2 separate regions of the Hordeum vulgare genome follow, and region 1 is linked to region 2. A link is a contact called in public Hi-C data. All regions are on one chromosome and are shown on one strand. The core of a region is the stretch at or near the end of the contact, and the rest is flanking DNA. Distances in the headings are between cores, read along the strand shown.

What was found. A called contact is a pair of places that touch in the nucleus more often than the background predicts.
Region 1: a contact with region 2 is called in a Hi-C map of seedling, with 3 times the contacts expected there. The contact joins the promoter of LOC123440335 here to the promoter of LOC123440285 in region 2. A contact is called at or near these places in 2 of 6 Hi-C or Micro-C datasets (leaf and seedling).

The regions. Positions count from the first base shown.
Region 1 is chr1H:398,684,879-398,687,841 of MorexV3_pseudomolecules_assembly, reverse strand. It overlaps LOC123440335 (receptor-like cytoplasmic kinase 185), which reads left to right and starts at 1,429. Exons shown (of 5, transcript XM_045116910.1): 1 at 1,429-1,847. The coding sequence starts at 1,739.
Region 2 is chr1H:398,169,733-398,172,516 of MorexV3_pseudomolecules_assembly, reverse strand. LOC123440285 (RNA-binding protein BRN1-like) reads left to right here and starts at 1,408. Exons shown (of 9, transcript XM_045116866.1): 1 at 1,408-1,832. The coding sequence starts at 1,589.

The DNA of each region.
Region 1 (2,963 bases), core at 180-2,679, 520 kb before region 2:
GGGGTATCGAGTACAAGATGATGATCTACCTCGAGATCGTTTGTGTAAGCTCTAAACTCTAAAGTGAGTAATTGTCCCCTGTAGGACCAAACCCCCAAACTTATGTAGATTCCCGGGGTACCTAGGTTACATGCTAGGTTTGTTACTGATATGCCGAATACAAAACTATCCTTGGAGTGTACATCAAGTCTTCGGCAGTTTCCATCTTATGCACGAGCAAGTCTTGATACTTCAACCGTCCTTTACGTGGTAGCTCGAGAGACCCTAGTTTGGCCCGTGTGGGCTAAACACCTCGGGCTGGTACCCCCCCTAGTCCGGGACACCCTTAGTGGTGCATCTTCTCCGACTCCGGCAACAACGACACCGACCCCAACCCAATGGACGGTGGGATGACAAGGCAAGATTGGCTCGACCTTGCCAATGGCAACGATGACGATGCTGAAGACTAGTTTAGTTTTAAGTTTATGTTTATGCTTAGTTTTAGTTTTAAGTTTAATTTTAGTTTAAATTTTGGTTGTCAAGACGATATTTTCAATTTTGGCTGTTTAAATCAGAAATAGGTTGAACTTTTATGTAAATTTAACTTTTACTCCGTTAAATATAGGGGATCGATTAGGTCTGGTCAAATATTAGTGGAATACAAATATTTTATCAATGGTTTACTTGGTTATATATAGGGGATCGGTTAGAGTTGTACTTCCTCCGTTCCTAAATACTCAATATGTTTCTAAATATAAGTCTTTTTAAAGATTTCACTAAAAGACTACATACAAAGCAAAATGAGTAAATATACATTCTAAATTATGTCTATATACATCTGTATGTAGTCTTTTAGTGAAACATCTAAAAAGACTTATATTTAAGAACGAAGAAAGTATTTGTTATTGAGGACAATAAATATTATGGTACAGAAGGAGTATGCTATACTACTTAACAACAACATAAAAACCAGATGCCATTTTAAATGCCGAACGAATTATTACCAGGTTAGCAAAATCAAAACTTCCAACGGTGGCTGGGTTTCAGATAACGTGTGAGATGGGAATGGGGCGAGTGTATGTGGAGACGGATGCTCTTTTGCTGAAGGAGGCCCTGGATGAAGACGGGACTGACCTTTCTTGTATTGGCATGGTGGTTGATCAACTGAAGGAATTCATTCGCTGTAATTTTATTGAATGTAGGTTTGTTTATTGTCCTAGAATTTGCAATCAGGTTGCTCATACTTTTGCTGCATGAGGTGTACTGATGGTCGGAGAGTCTGTCCGGACTCGATCCGTATGTATCCGGTTTAGTGGCGAGCGATTTGTCTTTGCTTCCTGTTTAATGCAATGCATTGATTCTCGAAAAATAAATAAATTAAAACTTGCGGATGAAAAAGAACCAGCGATTCAAATTTGCAAGTCGGGGAGGGACGGTGCATTCCACAGAGTTACTCTCTCTCCCTCTCCTCACTCCTCAGTCGGCCATGAGCTGACTTTTGCCCTCGGACCTCGGTCATCCTGTTCTCTCTCCTCGCTTTCTCTCTCTTGCCCGTTCTCCCAATAGTTCTGTCCCTGTCCCTCCCCCCAAATTCCCCGACCCACCGCTCCCAAATCCCATCCAAATCCCTCCACATCCTCCAAAGATCGGATTTTCGGAGTGCCTCCGCCCCCAGATCGGGGAGGGATCCCCGTTTCCTCTGGTGGGTCGGTCCCCGCCGTCCTTTTCTTGATCTTTTTCCTGGAGGGGAGGTTCTTGGATGGGGTGCCTGCCGTGCTTCGGGTCGAGCAGCAAGGGGGAGCCCGTCAAGAAGGGAACCGCGCAGAAGGACGTTCCGTCGGATCGCCGCGCCACCGGGGTCGGATCAGGTGTGGTTCTTGGGCGGAAGGCTGGATCTTGGGCTGGTTTATTTTTTGGGAAATGGTCCTTAATTTTCTCCGGTTTAATCAGCTGATGCTCACAGTGTCAAGATTTGAGTGGATCAGACTAAGAAATGTGCCAACCTCCCTTGTCCCCAGAAATCTTTTTAACACGTATTCCATGTAGTGGAAGCTTCAGATAGAGAGCAACGTCGTGTAGTATTGGGGGGATTTGTGTTCATGTTAGTGTATTTGATGGCATGAATTATTGCGGTATCTCTTTGCCTTATTTGAGGACTCTTAAGAGTAATGTTTTTGGATCGGTTGTATAGGTTTATTGCTTCTGGAAACTTACAAAACATAGAAGTGATGCACTTTGACTATATGTTCATGGACTGATGTGTGGTTATTTTATGATGATTACAATTTCCGACTCGGTAGAGTGACAGAAGTGCCATATGCTGAGGATGTCTGAACGTGCCTGCCTTATAAACTGTCTGGCAGGACATCTGTTGAGACTTAAGTCGTTTAATTAGATTATTACTTGGAATCCCCTAGGGACTACAAAATAAAAAGGATGGATGACTGAGGTTTAGCTCCCTTTAGGAAGTGCCTTTTATGTTTATTTCGTATGGTTAAATGTTGAACTTTGAAAGGATTCTTTCTATTTGACTCATTCTCTTAATTCTGTTAACAAACAAATTGGACACCAATGTTTGTTTTGAAAAAAGGTAGATGGTCCTGGTACAACCTCCAAACTGTATCAAAGAAGTGATAGATGATACTCCCGCCGTCCCAAAATTTAAGACCATTTTTGACATTATCATAGTGTCAATAATGATCTTACATTTTGGGACGGAGGGAGTACTTATTTTCCTCTCACTATGATAAACTTACCACCAAAACTATCCAAGAAGTACTGGTTTGTGATGGCCCTGATTTCTAATGCATTTTGGGACACTTAGCTAAGTTCTTTTGTAGTTTTTCTGGCATAATTATGTCTTAACTATCGCAACATCCAGCTTTGCTTGCAAGCCTGTGATTTTTTTACTAGCTCCATTAATGACTGGATTAAATGGTATTACACACTTCACCCCAGATAGTAAACTGTTTACGCCATTATAC
Region 2 (2,784 bases), core at 159-2,658:
CCCGCAAAAATATTTGCGGGCCAGGGCGGGATCCGGGGTCTGATCGGACAGGTTTTCCCGCCCCGACCCGCACTTTGACAGTTATTTTTCTGGCTGGGGCGGGATGCGGGGTCTGCTAGAGTTACTTTTAGAGGAAGATCTCGGAGACCCCCAAAAATGCATACATGTACGTAACATTTTAACAATCGGCCAGGCGTGGAGAGGTTGTCACGGTAATTTGTTTTTTAGCACATTAGAGACGTCACCGACGCTACTCCTATGACCACCTTCGAAAGATTGAGTCGAGAGTCATCTGAAATTGACGAAATCATCACAGATGTTTCGTAGTCGATGAGAACATCTCCTTCACCGAACGCTCATCGCCGAAAGGCCTCAAATAAATTCGAAATAATACTACCATCAATGCCAAGTCTAGGACTTGAACTCTAATGGATTGGTTCCACTACAAGAAACCTAACTATCCGCGCTATGCTTGGTTCACGTCATAACAATTTATTGGTCATTTTACCTTCATACATACAAAAATGGGATGGAAGTCGTCTCAAATTTTGAATTGGGCCAGTCGATTTCTAGGATCAATTTGAGTCGTTGGATGACAAACGTATGTTGATGGTCACATCTTCTTCCTCCAACTATCGTCCTCTCGTTATGTCGCCGCTCGCGGGCGGCGACGCTCCCGTGTAGCCTTGCTGCACCACCCTCCCCCCAACTGTGGCCCACCACCATGTTGTCGACCCCTAGCCATCCCTCTACCCCCTGGCGCCGACGGAGATTTTCTCCGATGAAGTTGCAGCGCCGTCGTGTTATCACCCCACCTCCATCATTCACGGGTAGCCTGCCAGCGAGCTCCTTCCTTGAAAATCGACCGACCCAAAACCGAAAGACAATCGACAAACATTTAGCTATTGTGGCAAAAAAATATTGTTGTATGTGCATCAATTCACACTCTTCCCCTTTTTGTCACGATTTTGATGGATTTGCAAACTGTCGTATCATTTGAGGTACGAAGGTTTCTCTCGCATCTTTGATGAAAGAACTCTGGAAGTTTCTCCATTGTAGTTGAGTTTTACACGAGTTGACTTCGCCTAAATTTACCAAGTGGCAAACTCGGTCAGCAGTCAGCACACGTAAATCATCTTGACCTCGCCTAAATTTTAAACCAGCACTAAACATCATATAGTAAACAAAAATGGCTAATTCTACGCTAACTAACTGGAAAATATCCCTTTGGGTTAATTAATCTACATGCAAATCATTTACCTGCATTTTTCAAAAGAAAAGAAAAAAGAGGGAGGAGAGCAGAAGGAAAAAAAAAAGGAAGGAGGGAGGGAGGGAGGGGGGAAATCACACCACCTTGTCTTCCCTTCGCTGTCCCTCACTGCCAGCATACCATATCCATTGCTCGCTCCTCCCTCTCCTGTCCTAATTCACTACGCCGCTACTAGTATTTATTTACTATTAATTGCCCCGACTCCGTCTCCGTCTCCGTCTCCGTCCCCGTCCCCGTCCCCGCCTCCTCCACCGTCGCCGCCCAAATTCCCACGCAAACCCTAAGCCACCCAGCTAGCTCGACGCCCAGCCACGCCCAATGGCGGAAGACGCCGGCGACAGGGAGCAGCAGCAGCCCGCGGCGGCCGCGTGCGCCGGAGCAGTCGGAGCAGGACACGCCTGCGGGGAGGACGGGGGCGGCAGGGACGAGAGCTCCGTCAAGCTCTTCGTCGGCCAGGTGCCCAAGCTCATGACGGAGGCCGAGCTGGCCGCCATGTTCCGCGACGTCGCCATCGTCGACGAGGTCACCGTCATCCGCGACAAGGCCACCAAGGCGTCCCGAGGTCCGGATCCGTACGCCCCGCCCCGCCGGATTTCCCCCCCTCGCAATGCCGTCCCGCGCGTGCTTGCCTCTCTGTTGGTTTTGCTGGGTTTGGATCTGGGCGCGTTTCCCGTTGCTCGCGTTTTCTCCCTGCTCCCGCCCACGGCGGCCCCGGTGTGCCTCTGCTCGTGGCAATGCCGCCCGGCCACTTGAGCCGCGCCTGATTTCTGCTTCTTCCGGCCAAAAGTTCTCGCGCTCCGCTGGGAATTGGGTTTCTTCCTTGCCGATTCAGGCGCAATTGCGGCCGTTTTCGTGGGGGATTTTGTGCAAGGGCTGCGTTGAATTGCTAGCTTCTGCCATGGCGTGAACTCCCTGTGGAGAAAAGTCAAAACGTTTGCCCAGCTCTGCTTTATCCCGCGTTTTTTCACTTTGATGTTCTCATCTCGTATGTAGGAGCTCCGAGCCGCATCAGCTTCTCTGCTTCTCGGCCGCTCGAGCTCGGATTTTGTGCTGAATTAGTGGGGGTTTACCATCGCCAGTAAAATACTCCCGAGTTAGTTTTATGGGGTTGGATTGGTAAAATTTTTCTTTGCAGAAGTTTAGCTTTCGTTGACGTTGCTTCTCGTGTGTCTGTGTTTCGATCATGGGATGCGAATTTAGGTGTTTGGCCATGGTTAAATTTTTAGATGGATTGAGCTCGATTTTAAGCTGTCGATTGGACTCCAGCTATAAGCTGTCCTTGTTAGTTGTTAGTACAGATTCATTTCAACCAATAGCTGGACGAAGGCGCGTCTTCTCTGTACGTGCGATAGGCTGGATTTTAGGACCAGTGGAATTGCAATGTGTTTGTTGCTGTTTCGGTGGATTTCAGAATTTCATAGGCCCCATCAAGGAATTTACTCTCAGATGGTATTGAGAGGCTTTGCTCTGGATATTTTTGGCTATTTACCTTACAATTGTGCTCAGCCACTTAC